Linked DNA regions of Mustela erminea: region 1 is linked to region 2. Evidence: chromatin contacts called from public Hi-C data. All regions are on one chromosome and are shown on one strand. Each heading gives the region's core, a stretch centred on a gene start, on an enhancer-like site or on the middle of the called end of the contact. The rest is flanking DNA. Distances are from core to core; before and after follow the strand shown. Region 1 holds the start of ZFP36L1 (mRNA decay activator protein ZFP36L1). Region 2 overlaps RAD51B (DNA repair protein RAD51 homolog 2).

Evidence for each region. Hi-C and Micro-C count contacts between places; a contact is called where the count stands out from the background.
Region 1: a contact with region 2 is called in a Hi-C map of fibroblasts, with 4 times the contacts expected there. The contact joins the promoter of ZFP36L1 here to the enhancer-like site in region 2. A contact is called at or near these places in 2 of 3 Hi-C or Micro-C datasets (fibroblasts and spleen).

What each region holds. Positions count from the first base shown.
Region 1 is chr5:115,312,868-115,317,561 of mMusErm1.Pri, forward strand. ZFP36L1 (mRNA decay activator protein ZFP36L1) reads right to left here and starts at 2,659. Exons shown (of 4, transcript XM_032344582.1): 1 at 2,559-2,659; 2 at 1,793-2,055; 3 at 692-783. The coding sequence starts at 2,644. It overlaps LOC116591571 (a long non-coding RNA gene), which reads left to right and starts at 2,726. Exons shown (of 3, transcript XR_004286057.1): 1 at 2,726-4,176; 2 at 4,509-4,694.
Region 2 is chr5:114,941,702-114,946,151 of mMusErm1.Pri, forward strand. The region is part of intron 8 of RAD51B (DNA repair protein RAD51 homolog 2); the gene reads left to right. Among named protein-coding and RNA genes, the nearest start is that of ZFP36L1, 370 kb to the right of the region's middle. Within about 2 kb of position 1,975, the one cell type or tissue checked has open chromatin away from gene starts, as enhancers often do. A contact at or near this core is called in fibroblasts, where this site is marked.

The DNA of each region.
Region 1 (4,694 bases), core at 1,409-3,908, 370 kb after region 2:
GAACGATGGGTTTCCTAAAACAAAATTCACTGCCCCATGCTTGGGAAGGGGTGTCTTCTACAATGATCTCCCCACCATTCTCAGCTCACCCCACCCTACCCCCTCCACTGGGAAGATGCCTTTGCAGTTAGTCTTCTGGCTGCAAAGGCAGGCGTGGATAAGAGCGCCAGTGTTTAATCTTTAACGCAAAGCTGCAGGTGGGAAGGAAAAGGAAGGCACCACATCCCCCACCCGCCTCCTAGTCAATAGTGGATTTGGGGGGGGGAAGCAGTGCCACCACAAACAGGTTTCTGTTCCAATGGGCCCCTGGTCACCTGCCCAATCTGTACCGAAGATTTGGAAAGGGTGCAAGCCGGGGATCTGGGAGTTGGCTCCCAGCCCATGTGGGTGTCATTGTACAAATTCTAAAGTTGGTCCCTTAGGATCAGCTGCAGGGGATCGGGAATCTGTAACAGCAACCACCCCACGGAGCGGATTACAGGAACCAAGTTGAGAGCCGGTTCCCAACAATAAGGTTCATTTAAAAAGTCCTGCGGGGGGGGGGGGGGGTTGCAGAGGGCGAGAAAAAAAAAGAAATAGATCAAAGAGCGAGAAAGCCGGGAAAAGAAGGAAGTGCTGGAAAGCTCAGGGAGCCGCCAGGGCAACTGGAGTCTGGGAAAGCGCAAGGAGGGAAGGAAGCTGAAATTCAAACTTTTTTGATGTTGCTCTTCAGCTCCTCGGCGTCCCTGCACCCCAGCCCTGCAGCCCTGGGGCCCTGGCAGCTGGGCCGACTGGAGAAGCAAGCTGAGAAAAGAGAGCGACATGACCCGACGTGTTTAAAAGAAGGCAAAACACTTTAGCAATTAAAAGTAGCCTAGCAGCTCCCTGCTTCCAAATTGGGGAGAGGGGGCAAAATTAATTTAACATCCATAGGCTTTTGCTATATACACTTAAACCGCACTCCTGGGACATTTAGTGTTTAAAACCTGCTATTTTTTTTTCCCCCACACCGGCTGGCAAGCTATACCACTTAAGGAGGCCCCATTAAATCCTTCCTCACAGAGCCCCTTGAGCACATCAGGCCGGCATTTTGTTGTCGAGTTCCCCCACTCCCTTGGAAAACAGGTAAGCGGGTCAACCCCAGTCCCATTTTCACCCCATAGTTTTCAGCACCCCAAAGGCTATCACAGAAGGAAGCCTGACTGCGCTGGGGCAAACTGAAGCCCCACTGCAAACCCGTTTTGCAACATCCTTTTGAATCACAACTCTTGGCCTTTTCCTCGCACATTCCCAGCCCTTCCACATCAGAGGGAGAAATCTCCCAGCAAAACGTCCTCCCGAGACTCAACTTCCCCCAAAGGGCGCCCCTGCTGACCCCACAGGCTTGACAGTGTGGCTGGAGAGACTCGAACCCCCTTCCGGCGGCGGCGAGACCCGGAGCGCGAACCGAGCAGATCAGCGAAACCCGGTTTAAGCAGCCCATTAGGGACGACAGAACCACCAAAACTGCCCCAGTCCGCCAACGCCCCGCGCCCCCCGGGCAACCCCGCCACTCCAACTTCGCCCCCCAAATCTCTGGTCTCCAAATTCCTATGCAGTCGCCGGGAAGACCTGATGAAACTCAGGGTGGAAAGAGGCGAGCCAAATTCCTTTAAACTGGGGCGCGGGGGGGGGGGACGAGGCAGAAAAAAGACCCATCGCGCCTCCCCTCCTCTCTTCCCTGCCTACCAAGACCTGAACTTTTAGGGGTTCTTTCTTTAAGCAAAAAAGAAAAAAGAAAACTTTGAGAAGCAAATCCTCCGCCCCACTCTACCTTGCATAAAACTTCGCTCAAGTCGAAGATGGTGGCGGACATGAGGGTGGTGGTCATCCTGGGCGCTCGCACGGGGGCAGGGACGGGATCTGGTGTGTCGCGAAGGTCTCGGTGCGGGGAAGGCGCAGCCTCCGGCTCTCCGGTCTGGAGTCCCACACGCCTGCTCCCGGCGCCCCTCGCCTTTCTGACTCTCCCCGCCGCGGCGCGCGAAGCCCAATTTATAAAGTACAGATTTGGTGGGCCGGGGGAGGAGGAGCTTTAAACTTATTTAAATGAGGAAGAGGAGGGAAAAAAAAGTTGATTGACACTGAAGTTGAATCAGCCATGCGGTCAAACTCGGGGAAAAAAAAAAAAAAAACTTTCAAAAGGAAGAAGGGGGAGGGGAAACGAGGAAAGAAGCCGAAGGGAAAAAAAAAAAAAAACCGACTGGGAGTCGCACACAACTTTTTTTTCTTAAAGAGGAAAAGTTTCGAGTCCGCTCGCTCGGCTACCCGGCGCTTGGGGCGCCCCTCTCTGGGGCCGCGCTGCGCGAGGGGGAGGGGCGCGCCCCCCCTTTGTCAGGCTGCGAGCGCGGCTCTGTGACATCACTCATTCCACCCTCTTCGGGGTTCTTGTTGTTGTGTTGTTTTTTTTGTCGGGCAGGAAGGCGGGCTCGACTTTCTCTTTTTGCAAGCGGGAGCAGAAGGCCGTCCTTAGAGCCCGGGCTGCGGTTTCCATCTTGAGCAGATCTCCCCCGAAACTTCTCCAAGTGCCCCCCATAACTTACTTGTTTCCCGAGTTCTCGTCTTCATTCGGCTGTCTTCCCCAACCGGGCAGGGCCAGGAGATCGGGAGTTTGGGACGCAGAAAGCATTCAGGTCTAGGGGTTTCGGGGTGTTGTTGTTGGTGGTGGTGGTGGTTTTTTGGTCCTCAGCTGGACGGGGCGGAGGTAGAGTGGTGGGGGAAACTAGGGAGACTTTTTCCCCGGGGAGGATCCGGCCCCGCGCGGGGAGCGCAGCAAGATTTCGCGCGCCGCACGCGTCTACACTCTCCTGCGCTTTGCAGCAGGACCGCGGGAGGGGGAGCCGCAGAAAAGCCCGGGAGGATTGGTTGTTTGTTTAACAGGCCTGGGAGTGGGATTTATTTCACGCACCCAACCTTAAAAGTTTTTCATAAAGAAAACCCGAGCCCTCGTGAATGCCCTTTCCAGTCCGCCCTCCTCCCGCCCAATTAAAAAAAAAAATCATTAACGCACCAATTTCCACGCGCGCTCTGAACTAGGGGGCACACACACACCCCTAGACACTTGAACAATGATGAAAAAAAGTTACTTTGGCAAGAATGAAGGTAAAGAAATGGGGGAGGCGACACTTTTAACTTCTTGTTGCTTCTCCCCCGCCCCCACGGGAACGGAACATATGGCTTGTCACGCTGCGCTGTTTTGGCGGGGTGGGGGGAGGACGGTAGTAGCAGATCCTCGAAACCGAAAGCCCCCTCCCCAATGGATTACTCCTTTTAAGACTGTTATATATTTACTGTTAGGTTCGCATGCCTCTCCATCCACCCAAATACAAAGTTAAAGTGTCGCCCACGGCCCCCGCCCCGGTGCTGGAGCGAAGACCCAGGCGGAAATCGCGGGGCTATGTTTCTTTCCTATTTCCCCGCGTGCCGGCCGCCTCCTCAGCCCTCGCACGTTTCTTCCCAGCACTCGAGGCCGCCGGGTCTGTTATGAAACCCCGAGCGCTGAGTGGCTAAGAGCGGGTTCCATTGCGATGTAATTAGGTCACCCCATTATGAGCACGTTTCTTTGGAAAGGACAGGGCGGGCGGAGCAGAGCGCTCGAGTCGCGCTCTCACCACCACCACCCACCCACCCACCCACACACGCATTTTTATTACATTTCTGATGTATTCGTCAACCTCCGAGCGGACCCAGGGAAACCTTCCAAATCACAACGAAAGGAACCGGTTGTTTTTCATCTTTCAGAAACACACAACAACTGCTGCAGCCACGAATCTACGCGATCCTAGCCCGGTCTGCTGTTATATGCCCCTCTGACTTAAACTGATGACGGCCCCCATTTTTGACCTGGATGCTGCCCCTCGCCTTGCCTTCTGCTGCTGTCCAGCCTCCTGTTGCTTCCCCCCCCCCCCACCACCACCACGCCCCGTTCCCATTTTTCAGCTTTTCTTGAAATCTGGCAAGCGCCAGAAAGGGAAATAACTTCCATCCACCTTAATTTAAATCATTCAAGTGTAAGTTTCTTTCTTAAAGGAGTGTTTGCTCGCTCCTTTCCCCATGCTCCCCCTCCAAGTCGGGGAGGGGGGGGCGTCGAGCAGTTTCTTGGTGATGAGGTAATGAGTTCCAGATTTCAGGACAGAGCAGGCTGCGCGTTAAAACCACAAGGTTAGTCTGCGTCCTGATGTGAAGCTATTTCGTCTTTTTATCTCCCTCCCCCTCCCACCTCCAAAAAAGGCCCATTGGTCTTTAACTCTGGAGGGTTCGCGAAGCTCTGCTGGGGGGAACGGAGGAGGGGTGGAGAAGCGAGGGAGAAGGGGGCCCCGGAGCGGGTGGGGCCGCCTTCCCGGCCCCAGGCCCGGCCCGCACCCGCTGTCCCCCTGCGGCTGCAGGGCCAGCCAGAAGTATCGTCACGTTGCCCGGCGCCGCAAGCTAGCGAAAAAGTCTTTATTCTTTTTTTTTTTTCTTTTTCTCCCCCCACCCCCACCCCACCCCCAAAGAGATCGCCGATTCCTCGAATTTCCTCCGCTTTTCCAACTCCCGGCCGCCGATCCCCTCCCCCGCTCCCGTGGCGCGGGCTAGGCGGGGCGGCGGCCTGGCCCGCTCGCTCCGGAGTTGTTTACCGGCCCCGCCGACCCACCGAGTTTGTTCCAGCTCCCAGAGCCTGTCTCTATAATTAAACTCTT
Region 2 (4,450 bases), core at 725-3,224:
ATTCATCATTTTGTTAGATCTAGATGTGGCCCACCTTGGCTGGGCTTCCAGGAGACTTCTGAATAATGTGGTAAGTAAATGGACCACTGAGTGGCCAGGTTGACCACTGAGATACTGGAGACTGAGTTGGGCCTCTTGTTTCTCAATGAATCTTCTAAATTTCTCCCTACTGTTTTAAATCCAGGTATTCTGATAATATGTAACACGTTAGGAATGTGGGTAATTTTCTGAGTGGCTTGTTGGAGTCTCTGTTCAAGTCCTAACTTATTCTTTAACTTGAGATAAGTCTGTAATATGTTCCTTATTTCTTAAATGGACAGTCTCATCACCACATCTGTTTGGGATCATAAGAAATAATACTTATGTAACATTTTGGAGTCCGTAAATGAAGTGTTCTGTTAAGTTGCTGACTGTTCTTAAAATTTCCTCAACTAACATTGTGGAAATCCATTGTCATGCATATCATTGCTGAGCGGGGTCATAACTAGACTACAAGTCTTGAGTAGTGGAAACATGTAAACCTTGAGGTTCCAGTCATTTATTTAAAAAGCTACCCATTTATTTCCTAGATTTTAATACTAAGAGGTTAGCCTGTTATAGTTTTGGTTTCCACACTAAATCTTCCCGCTTGGGTCTTTATCCTTCCCCATTTTGGATTGTATCTATATTGGCATATGCCAATGGGTTTTCCTGAGTGAGGTCAGCTGGAACACTAGTATTCTGACGTTAACTTTCCCCTGTAGGAGTAAAGAGAAGTAAGTATCCCTGTTAGCCAGTACAAATTCTTCACATGATACTCTTCAGACACTGTCAGGGACCCCTTGGGACCAGCACTGGATGAAGCTTAAAGAAAGTGTACTATGGTGGAGAAAATGCTGGAGCCAATGTATGCAGAGATACAATAGTAGTAGGGGGTCTTGGAGATGGGAGGGGTGTTAGAGGCCTCTAGTCCTGCTCCCTCATTTTTCAAATGGGGAAACTAAGGCTTAAGGAGTTCACAGAATGGACTTAGAAGTTTGATGTTCCATCACTCAGCCAGATGTCTGTACTCTTTAGGAGGCAATGTCTGAGGAGTGATTAGGGTGATCTAGGCTGCATTAAACTAGTGCCGTCTCTGGTAGCATCTAAAACCTTCCTCTTCTCCAGGTCACCCCCACAGAGAGAGTATTGATTCATCTTTCCTCTTTCCTCATCTAGAGATGTGATGGTGAGAGGAACTTGGCATTCTATCTGATTGGCATTAGAAACTTGGCCTTCTGCTGGAGAATTCAAAAGTTTAGTTCAGGAGATGTTCAGAAGATACCTTTCTCCAGAATCAGGTGGTAGATGTCAACTGTTATTAAATTTATGAGGCTTTCTTCCTTCTTTCCTTTCCTTCCTTCCTTCCCTTTCTTTCCTTCTTTCCCTTTCCATTTCTTCCTTCCCTTTCCTTCCTTCCTTTTCTAGTGGTATTCTTTTTTAAACTTGTTTCTGATCCAACCTCTTAATCCTCACTTTTCAAGTTCAATTACATTACTGTTGTCATAGATGTATCAGTTGTCGAGTCTTGAGTATGCAGAGATGCTGAGCTTGCCCTTCTGAAATTCTTCCGGGGTCAACTGGCCTTATTTGTCTGGGTCCAGGCAAAGAGAATATTTCCAACTCCTTGGGGACTGTCTTGGCCTTGAGCAGAAGTGGGGTCTGAATCATTACCTAAGAGAGCTTTGTAGATTGTCACAGTTGGCAGCCTCAGGACTTGAGCTAATCCTGGAAATTCCTTAACTTCCCAGAAAGAAGGCTCCACAAGGTCAGGCTGAGGTCCTCAGAGAGAGCAGATGGAATAAAGCTTGCAACTAGTCACTTCTGCAGCTGGACCTGGAGATAAATAAAGTCATACCCATTTTTGTGGATCATCAAGCCTTTGCTTCTCAGGGGCTATCCGTTCTTGCTGCTTTTTCCCTGTGTGTGCAGGGAGGAGGCACTGCAGTCACCGAAAGAAAAGCAAGAAAATGTGTTGACTCAGTTCCCATGGTGAATGCAAGGAAAGCCAGGCCAATGGAAACAACTGAGAAATTACAAAATGTGTTTCTTTCTGGCAGCGGCGCAGTCGGTCCTTCATATCCAGTCACTATAATCGACTCATCACCCAAACTCTTTCCAGGGTCATTATCCCAGTTGTGGGGGGCTGCTTCTCCTGCAAACAGATGTTGGTTTTACTAAGTGTCCTCTCTCCCCAACTTTCTCTGTGGCAAGTGAAGAGTATCAAAGCATCATTTAGGGAAAGAAAGTTTAAAAGATCAGAGAAAAAATCCTGCAGATCTTCTAAAGGCTCTGGCATAACTGGCTCAAGTCACATAAATTATAAACTATGAAGCCACCTGTAAAATCCAGTTTTAATTAACTTGAAGGCATGTTGGTGTTTTTTGCTAAAATGAAATTGTATTGCAGTGGAAAACCACCAAGACAAGGTACATTGGGGCATTGTTCACTGGGGCTTGGGTGTTGGCAAGCGAATCGTGTACTTAGAAAAAGCTAAGTAAACCTTGTTTCTCTGGGGCCTTCTTAGCTTTGGAGGACTTGTCCTGTGTTCCCTGGAATGTAGGGAGTGCCCCCAGGTAGGACCCCGGTGCAACTCAAAAAGTATGCCGATTCTTATTTTTATTACCATTCTAGTCTTCCGTCATCCCGCTCCCTGCCTGTCCCCATCTCTCTTTAGCCCTTGGCCTTGACACCCTAGGACTGCCTCTTTCATTCCCCCCCTTGCACTGACTGATCTGATCCCCACTATCATTTGTGTGAACAGTGGATGACAGAGAGCACTCTCTAAGGAGACAAGAATGCTATTTCAGGCTTACAAGACAAATGGAGCCCAGACACCACAAGGGGCTGGTGAAAACTTGAACCCCTCTTTTGAAACTCGTACTTCACTAGTTATCTGCGAGCTGAAAGGGACCTTCAAGATCCTCTAATCAAAGGCCCTCATTTTCCTAAGGAGGACACTGAGCCTCAAAGGTGAAGTGACTTGCCCGAACTAGTGAAGACCATTCAAGGGGGGCTTCTCCATCTCATCTCCTGCCCTTTCCCCTCCAGCCAGTGCTGCAAGTTCTGCAACCCTGTTGATTCCAACACAGCCCCCAGCCTGGGAATCCTGCCTTGTCAGCAGAACGTCTCTGCAAGCTGACATAGGCCATGTGCGCGTTTGGTCAGGAGGGTGGCCGGGTTTCCCGTTCCGGTTCTGCCTCTGCTTTGTTGGCTTAAACGAGTCACTTCTTCCTTTGTCTATTTGCCCGATTGCTAAGGAGAAGATAATGAACCTTTCCACCTATCGGGCTCACTTGAGTGTTATAAAGAATAATCAGGTGATATTTGTGAAGTGCTTTGAGCCTCTGGGAATGAGGAGGGGTGAGTTCAGTAGAGAGCATTATTAGCTGCAAGCACTTATCAATGGAGCTGTTTAACAATAGTGGAGAGTAAGGATACTCAGAAATGAATTCCAGGGACTAGCCCTGCTTTGAATTGAGGAGGAGGATTAGCAGGGACCTAATAGGTATTCCCCTTCTCCAGTTTCTTTAGTGTGCCGTCAGACTGGGAAAGGTAATGACATTCTTCTGTGTCGGATTCAGCCTGGAGTTTCAATTGGGATGTCAAAGTGTACTTGTCTTCTATTCTCATACCGAGGCTGTGTTATGATTGTTAAAGCCCTGGGCATCTTCTATCCCCTGGGGTAATTTCACTGAGAAGCTATACAAAGTAATTTCTATGCAGCGGCTGGGCTGCCGTTTATAAGGTTGATTAGTGGAGCTTCTAAATCTAAAAGTGCCCGGGGAGCAATGTGGGTGATGTGGAGAAATAAAAGGCAAGGTCTTCATCATGGTTGATCTTTTTTTACTATCCCGCTCTGTGGGGATTTTCTCGGGAACTCAAATGTACGGACGGCGCAAAACACGGGGCCTAATGGCCACCGTGTCATTCTCTTGCGTGTGAAAACAGGGATGTAGCCCAAGTGAACGTGAACTTGCCAGGTCACTAAATACATTTAGAGCCACCTTTTAATGTCCCCTTCCCCACCAAGGGGTCGATGAGCGAGCGTTGTTTCTGGGCACCTGAGACATGTGAGAATGTTTTCGAATGGTTATTCTGAGGAAGGAACTGTTGTTCCACACTCATACCCCACTGTTTGAAGACCCTCCATCCTGAGTTCAGGTCTCTCTCTCACTTTCAGGGTCAGGAAGACAGGAAAAGAAAATCAAAGCCGGAGACATGTTTTGAGTTCGTGCAGCTCTCGTGGGCCAGCAGGACAATGAACCAGGAAGGATGGGGCTCTCTTCTTAGTGGGAAGGAGTAGGGCCAGATTTGATCATCGTTTTCTGGAGGGTAGGGAGAGCACAAGATGTCATTTGGAACTGTAATTTTCCTGATCAAAGTTATATTAAGGAACATGCACCAATTGTGTCTTTGTCCCCTGAAGTCT